Regions from separate parts of the Gasterosteus aculeatus genome. Here region 2 is linked to region 1. A link is a contact called in public Hi-C data. All regions are on one chromosome and are shown on one strand. Each heading gives the region's core, a stretch centred on a gene start, on an enhancer-like site or on the middle of the called end of the contact. The rest is flanking DNA. Distances are from core to core; before and after follow the strand shown. Region 1 overlaps col4a1 (collagen, type IV, alpha 1). Region 2 holds the start of tnfsf13b (TNF superfamily member 13b).

Region 1 (6,361 bases), core at 2,852-5,351:
ACCACGGTCAGTCTGGATCCAAAGGAGAGCCGGGCCTGCCAGGGCCACAGGGTGAGCGGCGTACATGGACGAAAGGTTACAGAAAGATAAGAACGTCTATGTTGTTCTTGTCGTTACTCCTCAACCACTCATTCATTTTTAGGACCCAGAGGACACCCCGGCCCCACAGGACCTGACGGTGTCCCGGGTCAAGTGGGTCACCCCGGCCCCTCGTCCATGGATCACGGATTCCTGGTGACCCGCCACAGCCAAGCGCTGGACGTTCCCGTCTGTCCGCAGGGAACCTCGCTCCTGTATGATGGCTACTCGTTGCTCTACGTTCAAGGCAACGAACGCTCCCACGGACAGGACTTGGGTGAGAAGTAATAAAGCATAAAAAGACAAAATGGGGGAAAAAGCATTTGCGGCTTTAGTTCCATGTCTCCCTTCTCTGTGTTTTAGGTACCGCGGGCAGCTGTCTAAGGAAGTTCAGCCCCATGCCCTTCCTGTTCTGTAACATCAACAACGTGTGCAACTTTGCATCTCGTAACGACTACTCCTACTGGCTCACCTCCCCTGAGCCCATGCCCATGAGCATGGCACCCATCACTGGTGAAGGCATCAAACCCTTCATCAGCAGGTACCTGCGCATTTCTGTGTGCACTGTTCTGTTTTAGGTATTCATGATGCTCATTTGACCCGCTCCTCGCCTACGTGTGTGTGTGTGTGGACAGGTGTGCAGTGTGTGAAGCTCCAGCCATGGTGATGGCCATTCACAGTCAGACCATCAGGCTCCCAGAATGCCCTCGCGGCTGGGATGCTCTCTGGATTGGCTACTCCTTTGTCATGGTGAGACAAACCGGATCAGGTTCAAGAAGGCATTTGTTTCTCTCCAGCATTGAGTTGATAGACGGTGATTAAAAAAAAGGATTATTTTCCGTGACAACGTCAAGAGGAAGAGCAGACAGCTAATATAACTCAGAGTTGAATGAACTAATTACCGCATGCTGTAATGTCAAGTACAGATAGCGTGTCTTACCTTAGGACACACCCACCCCGATCTGCACAACTCTCCCATTTATCCCACCCTCTCTAGCAATGGCAGTACGATCATATTAATTCACACATACACAGTGCATCTGTCATTACTGAGTCGGTGGAAGAAAATCTCCTTTGAGTAACTCTTTTTAGGGACAACTTTCAGACATTGATCAAAAACTCTCTTTGCGATATGCTGAATTTGACTTATGAGCATTTCTCACTGTGTGTGTGTGTGTGTGTGTGTATAGCACACCAGTGCTGGTGCTGAGGGCTCCGGTCAGGCTCTGGCCTCCCCTGGATCCTGCCTGGAGGAATTCCGCAGTGCTCCATTCATCGAGTGTCACGGCCGTGGGACCTGCAACTACTACGCCAACTCCTACAGCTTCTGGCTTGCCACCATTGAAGACAGTGAGATGTTTAGGTGAGACAGAAAAAGTCAGACATTGTATTTCTTGAATCCCCCCACTACATTAAAGAGTAGTGGGGTAGTAGTGCTATTTATCAATATTACGGTTTTGGTAGTATTGAAGTAGTATAGATATCAGCCGTTAAAATGTAGGCCCTCCCTCAAATAGGTCCGCTTCCTCTTTCTCACCTGTTGCTGTTCAAACCACCAGAAGATGTATTTGTAAAATTCAACAGCGATGTCGCTCTCCAGAAATCATGACCCAGTTAACATCGTTGTCAGCAGTGTTATGTTGGTACAAATTCTTTCAAACAATAATTTCTGCATGAAATGAAATTGATTGATTGAGAGGAGACGTATGTCTTCCTTGTTTCGGGATGTTTTTGTGTCATCTTTACAGCAGAGCTGCTGTTGAAACACTTATATATTATATATTATGAGCTTGGTAATAATGATAATATATGATTCGGACTTTGAATGTTTTTTCTTTGCACCTCTTTCCAGGAAACCTGTCCCTTCGACGCTCAAAGCCGGCAACCTCCGATCAAACGTAAGCCGTTGTACTGTGTGTATGAAGAGGACATAAACCCCCAAACTCCAGAGTCCTCCTTCCTAACATGCGAGCAGAAAAGTGTGCGCTGACGACCCCGACCTGGCTTGCTGTCTTCAAACGATGGTGCTATTTCCCTGCGTGTGTGAGAGCGGAGGGACAGAGATGTGCTTTGCAAAACAGCCGGAGACTAAACACTACAAACAGAAACCGAGTGACTTTTGCTGCATACAGAACACGACATGATCACAACAAGTCTGTAAAGAATCGCACCCAGTTTGCCACTGCACTGAGGACACGCCCCCTAAACTGGTAAACTGGTGTTCATATTGTGTTGAGTTAGGTGCTATACAATCTTACTTATCGGCCGTTCTTTTTTTCTTCTTTCTCCTTCCAATGTCCCAGCATTCAAAGATATAGCCTCATTTTATTCTATATTTTAGCTTGTTTATACATACTAATGAACAGGATGGGACCTACCACTGGTTACGCACGCTTGCCATTCGTTAAATCACCGCAATGTTGCCGACACACATACATACTTATCACTGTGTTGTAAATATAATGCATTCCTCTCTAACATAGTCCAACATACTCTCCTCAGGTTATTATTGAAATACTTTGTGTGTTATTAAGTCCATTTTTATTTATAAGATTTATGAGAATATGTTGGACTTAAGTGTACCTGAGATTCCATTGATCCAAAAACAGTGTATCAACGTCTGACCATCAGCGCCTTACTAACAAACAAAACAGCATTGAACGAGCATCGGTGCTGTGTGTGTGTGTGTGTGTGTGTGGGATTGTGTGAATGTACATGTATTAATGGATTTGAGCTGCTTGCAGGTGAAACGTGTTTTGCGTTGTCTGCATGTATATTGTTGCACAACCCCGTCCTTGACATAACAGACGCACCAAAAGAACCAAAAAAAAGAAATCCTGTACCTTTGCTCGGTCGGAACGTTGTGTTAAATTGCTTGTGTGTCTGATCCCAAAGAAATGCACGTGTATATATACTTACACATAACACCTACCTTGCTCTTTTTTGAATTACTTTTGTTATCTTGGTTGATTTAACTCTAAAGAGTGAGGGATGATTGATGATTAGTCAAACCCAGACGGACGAGGAGGATTGTATTTATAAGTATGTGTGCAGGTTGACATGCTTTAAAAGGTCTCAACATACGATTGGGTTTTATTAATCCGTTAATATACAGTATTTGGAGATTGTGAGTCTCGGTCAGCAGGCGGAAGGCCCTTTGGACACCAGACGTCCCATTCAGAGCTACTTTAGCAAGCAAGCTATTTCTTGTGTTTAAGCTTCAGCACTGACCGTAACCTGTATTTGTTTGCATTGCTTGGTTGTGATGAAATGCTCCACGAGTACATACAGTATCAGTAGTGTTAACAGACCTGATTATTCTGGCGAATAATCTCACACACGGAACAAAAAGTCATTCGTAAACACCTTATATTTTCCAGATTCTATACTGTGTACTCCCTGCAATAAAATGATTTGTAGAATTTTCTTCTTAATTAATGAGAGGTGATATTTTTCATTTCGGCTTGTTGGTTTCAAATGTTTTTAAATGTGTGGTAAGGATACAGTACTCTGCACCGGCCACGAGAGGGCAGCACCAGCACACGTTGTGGGTGAGTTGCTGATCCGTTCAAGTGGTTCACAGGCTCTCTCTCCTTTTTATGGGGGGATTTACTGCCACGGGCAAACCTAAACCTCAAATTCCTAAAGCCTAATTTAAGTGCAGGCTCTGCTCCAACACTTCTACAGGCCGGTGCAGCCGATACCTCAGCACTTCTGCCAGGACTGTGGCCAACAAACTCGTTTGCCCCATGACAATTTAAACAGATCGATGCGCTCTGCAGAGAACCAGATAACCTTTCCTTTCATCTCCACTCTCGTCTTTCATCTATTACCGGATTCCTATCCCTTGTTTCCTTCTTTTTTTCACCAGACAGACAGTCCTTGACCCCTTGCTTTCTTAATAAACATGTCCGACAAGGCCTTGACCTCAGACCGGCCATTACAAGATCACTGAAGTGGGACTTATACTGGATAACCAGACAACACCCAAAAGGCCAAAATGTCAAATAACAAATAGAACTGAGAGCAATGGCCTAACGACCGAGATCTACGACATGTAGGGTAAAGGACACACCGGCTCCACGGTTCATGTTAAGGGTAACGTGAAGCACAACAGACAGCATGAGTTTGGGTTTTATTTTTCATCTGTATTTACAGGAAGTACAGGGATTTGGTTAGTTTTACATATGATGATGCATCATGGCAATCATAACTGTAAAGACTGTAGTATCGGTATAACAGAATAGATTTCTGGATACACACATACGTGCACAACGTGAGTGCTATGTGACGATCAACGCTGAGCTTTATTCAAAGGGGCTTTAGAGATCAAAACATTAACCTTTAAATATTTTAATCCTATTGGTTGTTTGCTAACAGTGCTAAATTGAGACTTGACTTATGAACTCAAGTTAAGATAATTAGGGATTATGCTGGTTAGATTTTAAGGCAATACGTTTAAGCTTCCGTACATTTCTAGAAGTTCATTAAAACACGTCATACTGCGAATGAGACCCGGACTCGATTCCTGTAACCTAATGTGTCATGTTTTTTAGAATGTGTTCGCGGTACAGTGTAGGAGTGTGCCAGGAGGTCAGTGTGACCCTGACCTTTTTCCTCAGTGGATCAACCTGAGGGGCCAGAACCTCCACAAACCCGAATACGGATTAACTCCCAGCACAGCAATGCGCAATGCAAAAATGAACAGAATTCACACGGGTCAAACACCCTCAAAGTGGAACGGAGGAACCAGTGCTTGCATCGGTCTGGGATAAGAGCTACGGAGGTGAGCACACTGAGGGCTTTAGTGAAACAGCTTTGTCTTTGTTACACAAGGATTGTGTGTTACTACTTTGTGTCTTTTTCACACCAAGCAGAATGTGAGGTTGATTTCAGTGGCTACAGCGAGCTGCAGCATTGGAGAGAAACTAATGGCAGAGAACGATGTCTCTTTCTCACCCTCACGACACACACAACATGCTGAAAGGAAGGTGAAATTGTGAACAAAAGTCACTTAGTATTCTGATGTTAATGCGACTGGAGTCAGTGTGGTACCTCACCTGCCAACGGTAGAGCTCATTAATGGGTAGAATAGTCTCAACCAATCACGGTTGGTACATGGACAGTTGCCCATTTGAAGTCTTTAGACTTCGGTTTCATGATTGAATTTTTTAGGTTTCTTTTTTGCATAATTGGTGATGGAAGCAGCTGGATTGGCTGAATCCTTAAATCTCTGAATCTGATTGACAGAAATTCTTCTATTGCATTGCGTATTACTTCATCATGATTTATGTTGCTTAAAATGTAAAAATATACATAAACAACAGCTTGTGGAGGTTTGTGACACCTTGATTTCCGCTCTGTGGAATTGAGCTACAGGCAGTAGTTGTTTTTCTTGTCCCTAACAATCATGTTGTCTTCAACATCGCAAATTGATTGGTCAATTGATTAGTCCCAAATGACAAAACATTGTTTTAAAAATACACAGCGGTAGTCAGTGGATACAAGCCCGTCACAGTGAGTAGTTATTAATAGAACTTCTTTAGACTGAAGACATTCTTTTTGAGTATGTGGCCTTGAATGATGACTGCAGTGCAGTGATGTTGGGTAACTTATTCGTTAGTCTGCCAGCTCGGAGATAAAAACAACAAAGCTTGATATTGTGGAATTAATTCACGTTAAAAGCAGTTGCTAACAGTTTTAGCATTCGATATACACGTCCTAAACTATCAAATAAAAACATCTCCTAGTTTACCGACCCCCTCACAATGTGTAGTGGTAGCAGCATCATATGGACATAAAGGGTGCAACTGTTTAGTAATGCTTTATAGTGCTTTTTAAAAAAAAAATGTAATGAATACATTTGTGGTAAATAGGACTGGATCATTTCCCATGTACAAAGATGACATAATTCCATCTGTACAGTTTGGCTCTCACGTCTGATCACGATCTCAGCGTGATCGGATGTCTGATGCCAAACATGGTGCTCCCTCCTCCTCCGCCTCCTCTTCCTCCGCATTTCCACCCAATGCACAGTACCCACTCAGAAATATGGAAATAGTGTGGTAGTGAATGAATGAGAGGAGACCAGAACGCCTCCACAGCCGAGCGGAGGAGTGAAAAGGAAGAGTGGACGTCACAGTGGCAGAGAGTGCGTGGGGAGAAGAGGAACAGTGGGAGTGAATTTGTGGGAGGCATTCCAGCACAACTGTCTTTTCTCTTACTCTAATAAACGACTCTTCATACTTCCCTCCGTAACTTCCGGTAGATTTATAGGCAAATC
Region 2 (6,361 bases), core at 2,302-4,801, 130 kb after region 1:
ACATTTGCTCCGATTCGATCATTTATTCGGCAAAACGCTAAAAAATAATAACGCCATGAAAATAACGTATGAAAATAACGTATTACAGCCATACTTTACAGCGTACTCTAATATTATAGAGGTTCCTTTAACTCCATTACAGGTAATTTTCACAGAATGTTTAGTTAGGTCACCAATTGGTCAAAATGCGTCTGAATCCCAGGTGTAAGTCTCCCTCTGCCAATAGCAAAAAGAATCATTGAGAACATTTCACCAGGTCCTCCGTGCTCCTCAGGAGCCCCTTTGAACGTGGAACAGCCTCAATCTAAAAATAGCCACCTTTACCTGAGACCCAGTGTTCCTGCTCGGCCTCGGCTCTCTGCTGCCTGGCAGGATGTTCTGTCACACGGAAGTCCCTCCTTCTCTCCTTCTCTCCTTCCTCCTTCTCACGGCCGACAGATGAGCAACAACCTCCAACCCAGATTCTAGTTGACGCCAAATCTTTTGCACAGAACTGTCACTTTTATTGCATTTTAATTTGAATAACGTGAAATCAGATGATGGCTATCAGATGATACAAGTGTGTCTGAATACCTGAAGAAATATGTAAAACCTTGAGGAATGCTACAGGAGGAAAGATTATGGATCAGGGCAGTATGAGAATGACACAAGTACAAGTCACGTCTCAGGGATTATTTGAAGGTAAAGTACTTGATTTTCTTAGAAATGAGCATAATACAGTTAGTAGCTACATGTATTTGAAGAGTAAACGCCGTGCCATCGACTGATAGTCCCCTTCGTGTGCCCTCGGGCGGCGCAGCCTGCTCAGTCTCTCGCTCAGCCGTAACAGAAATGGCTGCTTTCTGTATTCTTCTCACCTCACAGATTCACGTCAGCCAAAGTCAGACGAGGTCACCGTCCCGGCGCTGCGTCGCTCTCTCTCCCATCGCGGCCCCTAACCCCACCGCCACAGTGTTCCTCCGGACCCAAAATCGGGTGACGCATTTTAAGCCAATTTGACAGCCCCCAGGAAGGTGGTGTCTCCGAACAGGGACACATTGGCTGTGGACCGAGGGATCAGCAGCTCCACGTGGTCCCCGGCCTCCAGCTTCACAATACCTGAGCAATTCAAATGCACATTAGATGTTGAACTGCAATTCCTCTTTTTTTCTTCTTGCTACAATCCCACAACCACTGACACACGCGTGCACACACACACACACACACACACACACACACACACACACACACACAGACACACAGACACTCGCTTGAAAGCTTGACTAGAGAACAGCGGCTGACCCCCCGTAACAGCTGCTGTAAAGTCGGGTGAGCACAGCTCGACACAAACAATAACTCGCCTCCTGTGTAGCAGGTGTTGTAAGGGTGGACGGGGTTCATGTTCTGGATGCAGCGGAACAAGATCACATACTGAGGCTCGTCTCCCACCACATTCCTCTTCCTCCGGATCACCACGTGACCCATTGCAAAGGTGCTGTCCATGTAGTAGACCTGAGCACGTCACAAACACTGGGCTCAATCTATGCAGTGAGGTAAAGGATTTTAAGCACTTGCAACATATAATAATGACAACTACTCACAAAAAAGGACATTTTCTGAGACATTTATAGAAAAAAAAGGACCATATGGCCTGTCATAATTATAGTGCCTAAAGGTTAACGCGGAGAGACAGTCAGGTGAGGGGTACATCATTTATTATGCATACATCATTAGCATTTCCTCTTTATCTGACCTTTCTTCAAGGTCTGTTAAACCACTGCGCGCTTGGAATCGAGCACATCATCCCCCCCCCCTGCAATGTGTGATAGACACTCCCCCCCCCTCCTCCCCCGGTGTGCGAGATGGTGGCGAGCGGAGCAGCAGCGCCTTCGAGTGGAGAGTCGGTGGAACGACGCGACCGAGACGGACTGACCTGACTGTACACGAAGTAGAAGCCCTCCTCTCTGACCAGCATGCTGTCCCCATCGGCCTCCAGGGCCGAGCCCCTCCTCAGACCGGCCTGCCAGGGGATCCCCGTGTGCGGCTCAGAGTTATATTCTGCACCCGGGAAAACAACGAGTCCATCAGGGAACGCGTCAAATCATCACGACTGCATTGCATTTAATTCATACAAATAAGTTCTAACTGTGATCGGTCCAAAGCGAATATGAAATTCACTATCAGCAAAAAAAAAAAAAGGACAAGAAATACTGCACCTTTCCTGAAGGTTCTCCGGCTATTGTTTGCCAACAACTGCAAGCAAGGCTGAGCAACTGTAAGAAAATATACAAGAACATGTTCATGCGGGTCACAGGGTTCCTTACAATCTGCATGCTGCTTTTCCCATGTTGGTCTCTTTTTCCCTTTTCTGGGCCATATTCCATTGACAAACTGCACTATTAAGTGGCTTGAGCTGATGGTCGAGCATCAGAGACTTTAAGTTTTAAGTGGTCATCAGGTCATCCGACTCAGCTTTGTCTACAGTGGCATTCGTGGGAGGGATTCCTTCCTTTTCTGCAGGGTCCGTACAAATTGTGAAGCTCATTTGAGCAATATAAATAATCGAACGGAAAATGTTGGCATACAAAATATCATGAGAATAAGGAATGGATTAAAGAACTTAATCACCACATTAAACACTGGAAAGCTTTTTCAGAATGACTCATGGTTTTGAAAAAAAACCCTCACTAATCTTCACTCTATTCAAACTAAAAGAAGCCGGTTCCTGCAGCACATGTTCACAGCGACCTTTCAGACTTACTAAGTGGTTCTGATCCAGGCACCAATCTTTTCTTCCTCGTCGGGGGGACGGCGTGTCGAGGGCCAGGTTGGTGCAGCGACTCCTGGCTGTTTCCCCCACTGACATCCTCAGTCTGAAAAGACACAACAAAGTGTGTGTGGGGGGGAAAAACTAACGAACAACGTTACCACGCGTCTCCACGAATCCGCGCGGGCGAGGACGTCCTCGGTGACTCGCCGTCGCTCACCTGGGCCGCGTGCTCGGCCTCCCGGCCCTCTTCTCTCCTGCGGCCCAGCTCCGATTTGAGTCCCTCCACCTCCGCCCTGAGGGCCACCAGCTGGTACAGCGACAGGGCCGACAGGGAGGAGGTGGTGACGGCAGCCAGCGTCAGCAGGAACACCGGCCAGGACAGCCTGCCTTCACCTGTCCTCTGCCCGTTCCCCGCCAGAGCGGCCATCGCCGGGCCCATGACAAAAGTCTCCCGAGTGCTCACGCACGCACACCGAACCGCGCTGACCCGGGTTACAAGCGGTGGCATCAATGTTGTCCCCAGCTTTACCTCAACAAGCGTTCTTAAGTGTTGCTTCACTCTCGTCCTCCAGTAGCTGGTTCCGGTTTAGTCTGTGGGACTACGCAGAGGAAACACTGTACAAAAAAAAAGGGGGCAAAATAGCTTCCCCTATACTGTTCCGCTCGGCTAACCACACTCACAGCTTCCTGCCCTGATGGGTCTTTGACCTCTTTCTCTTTGAGTGTAAACACATGGCGGCCTCTCCGCAAGCCAACAAACAGGCCGGCTGATTGTTGCAGGGCGTAAACAGGAAGGAGAGGACAGCAGTGAGATAAGTGACAGTCCGTTGAGGGGAGGGGGGGGTGGGTGATGGGGGGGCAGAAATGCATATTATCCATGGCGGGGTCAAGTCTGAGTTTGACAGTTAAGAGGAGCCGGCGCAAACTGAAAGAAGGAAGTACCAAAGTTACTCGGCAAAACCAAACGGCGATTCTCAGAATTTAAAAAAGTGAAGTGATGCCAAGTTAAATAAATGAGTTTAGAACTGTTCAAAAACATTTTTTTAAAAAGCTTGTATAAAATAAAGATCTAACAGAACGAGCAATTTCAATGTATCAATTTATTGCTTTACAGTACAGAAAATAGAAAGTGAAAATGTGCACTTACAAAAGAAGTCGACATTGTTTTAAAATAGAAAAGAAACATACGTAAGTGAAATGGAAAAAAAATCACTCAAACAGACGGCTTCATACTGAAGATGAATCATTCACATGTCCGACTCGTCACGTGTTTTCTGTGAGTCATTGTAGATGAACACAAATATAGTCGACACTGTTCAGGTGCGTTACAGACTCAACATGTCACATGCCGGCCTGCAAATCCTAAGTTATGGCAACACTTTGGACAGCATCCATTTCACTATTAACAATCATAAGAACATATTAAATATGTTCCATAGTGCATTTGCAGGGTACCCGGTAAATTAAAAAAATGAAGACATTCATTTTGATTCCATTTCTTTTTGTCAACATTAGACAGTATCAATACACTTGGATAGGAAAAGAAAATCAAAGAAAGAAATAATTTTTCTTAAAGCCAACTGAACAATAAATCAAATGAATGATGAGTTGCATCTTTTCTTAAACCGAGAGCACAGGAGAAGCGAGTAAAACGAAGTATCTGCAGCCGAGTGCCTCAATCCTACTTTGGTTGAACTTAGATTACACAATGACAACCATTTGTTGGGAGAAATCCCACTCGTGTTTCCTGCTCGAGGCCGAAAAGTCACGAGGAGGAAGAGAAGAGCATCTATGTGTTACTTCTTGTAACGCACACTTCTTTCTGTACAACCGGTTCGTAGCAGCCTCGAGGCCGTTTGAAGCTCAGAGACAAACAAATGTGTTTGTTCAGTTTCAGTTTTCTTACTCGTCAGAAACAATCAGTTATGGCTGAAGAGATTCACATTTAAAGGCTTTAACACCAAAAACTAAAGTTCTTAAAGAATGTTGATATTTGTTTCAGGACTATCTTAGTAAAATACTCAAATACCAAAACTTGCATGTATGATGACTGTTATTGATCCTCCTTTTTCTTTCTTTTTTAATTTATGGTACCATTGAGTATCTTTCCGTGTCAAGTGGTCCAATTGAATTGTAAATGCCCTGCAGAATATCACATGTAAGGTTCATTTAGCAGAATACCATTGTAAAAGATGAAGGAATCTTGTCTGCATTTGATAGGATAAGGGTGCACTTCTAGCTGCATCAGTACAGTAAGTAAAATACCAGCAAACTCTTTTTTCATTGCAGAAGATTCCCCCGAAATTCATGCTCATAGGAAGTTTCTACTTTAGATATTCACATAATTTGCTGTTTATGCTCTATACTCGCCATCAAGAAATATTTTCCTGGTTATGTTGGATTGTACGATGGGAGTTTCAATCTAAATCAGTTCAAAGGCTTTTTTGCAACACAAAATGTATATTCAGGATTTTCTGGACTGTATTTTCTTTTGACCTGGAGGAACAATAACACATGGGAAAGTACACTTGATTCGTCTCTTACAGAGACGGCTTAAGTCTCATATTGTCCTCTGCTCAACTTTGGAATATTCTTTTGCATTAAAGAGACGACTTGGAAGTGACCAACATTTCGTCAAGATCAGTAAGGACAGGAAGATTACAGCAAGCAGCAATATGTCAGTATACAAGTGATCATGTGTTATAGTGTCGAGCCAAGATAGACTTGAATAGATCTGCACCCATCATTTATTAACAAAACCAAACACAAGAGCAAAATTGTCCTCAACAAACCACAGGGGAAAGTTAACCATATATGTGTAAATTGATCAGTAATATGTCTTGTCAGGAAGATGCAATGATGATCCTCAACAATTTCAGAGAAAAAAACCATCCTGATCCTCCTCAGGTATTACACAGGAGATGTTAGCCTACTCGGGTAAAACACAACAAAAGGTATGTATTCATGGAGATATATACAGATTAGGCCTAAATATTGTCAGTGTCTTATTTTGGTTGCCAGAACAAGTGTTTTTTTTTCCCAATTCCAGTCAAATCAGTATTTACTGAAATATCGTAGTGGCTCATATAGTCATCAGACTATGAGCAAATGTTCCAGGGGTTTTTACTCAGGAAAGACCCTGATAACAGCAAGTCGTCTGCGGTTGTGACAGGTCTCGCAGTCTGGCTTCATTTGTCTAAAGGCATAAACATGCCTTCATAGCAACAACACAAAATAAGCCATGAGGGAAGTTTGTTGCCCTCCTTTGACGCCATGAAATAGTCAAATTATGTTAAAAGATATATTTACAGGAAGTGAAACAGAAGAAAGTGAAATCCAGACAAAAACAGAAGCAAATGTACATTCTTTCCAAATAAAAGAGCCTTTGACAGCAATCACTCCGGCTCATCACTTGAAGTCAACAAATCAAATGATTTTGTTCAGATAATGGTGACACTAGATGAGGGCTGAGCGCTCTCCTCGTGCGCGTGGCTCTTCAGCAGGTCTTTTGTGAACTGCTCCAAAGCAGCAAAGTAGCCCTGACACTGCCACGTGTCGTTGTGCGTGCCCTCTGGAAAGATAGCAAGACGTTTAGTCCGCGTGGGAGACAGA

What was found. A called contact is a pair of places that touch in the nucleus more often than the background predicts.
Region 2: a contact with region 1 is called in a Hi-C map of whole body, with 3 times the contacts expected there. The contact joins the promoter of tnfsf13b here to the enhancer-like site in region 1. A contact is called at or near these places in 4 of 6 Hi-C or Micro-C datasets (skeletal muscle, tail fin and whole body).

The regions. Positions count from the first base shown.
Region 1 is chr16:8,381,375-8,387,735 of fGasAcu3.hap1.1, forward strand. It overlaps col4a1 (collagen, type IV, alpha 1), which reads left to right. Exons shown (of 52, transcript XM_040201012.2): 47 at 1-51; 48 at 143-355; 49 at 442-619; 50 at 714-828; 51 at 1,269-1,441; 52 at 1,931-3,512. The coding sequence ends at 2,012. Among protein-coding and RNA genes, the nearest start is that of irs2b, 16 kb to the right of the region's middle. Within about 2 kb of position 4,102, at least 2 of the 9 cell types and tissues checked have open chromatin away from gene starts, as enhancers often do.
Region 2 is chr16:8,508,068-8,514,428 of fGasAcu3.hap1.1, forward strand. tnfsf13b (TNF superfamily member 13b) reads right to left here and starts at 3,552. Exons shown (of 6, transcript XM_078090281.1): 1 at 2,967-3,552; 2 at 2,741-2,852; 3 at 2,196-2,252; 4 at 1,913-2,037; 5 at 1,341-1,491; 6 at 482-1,098. The coding sequence starts at 3,257. The coding sequence ends at 986. abhd13 (abhydrolase domain containing 13) reads right to left here. Exons shown (of 2, transcript XM_040200818.2): 2 at 3,835-6,361. The coding sequence ends at 6,190. It overlaps myo16 (myosin XVI), which reads right to left and starts at 464. Exons shown (of 37, transcript XR_013452968.1): 1 at 1-464.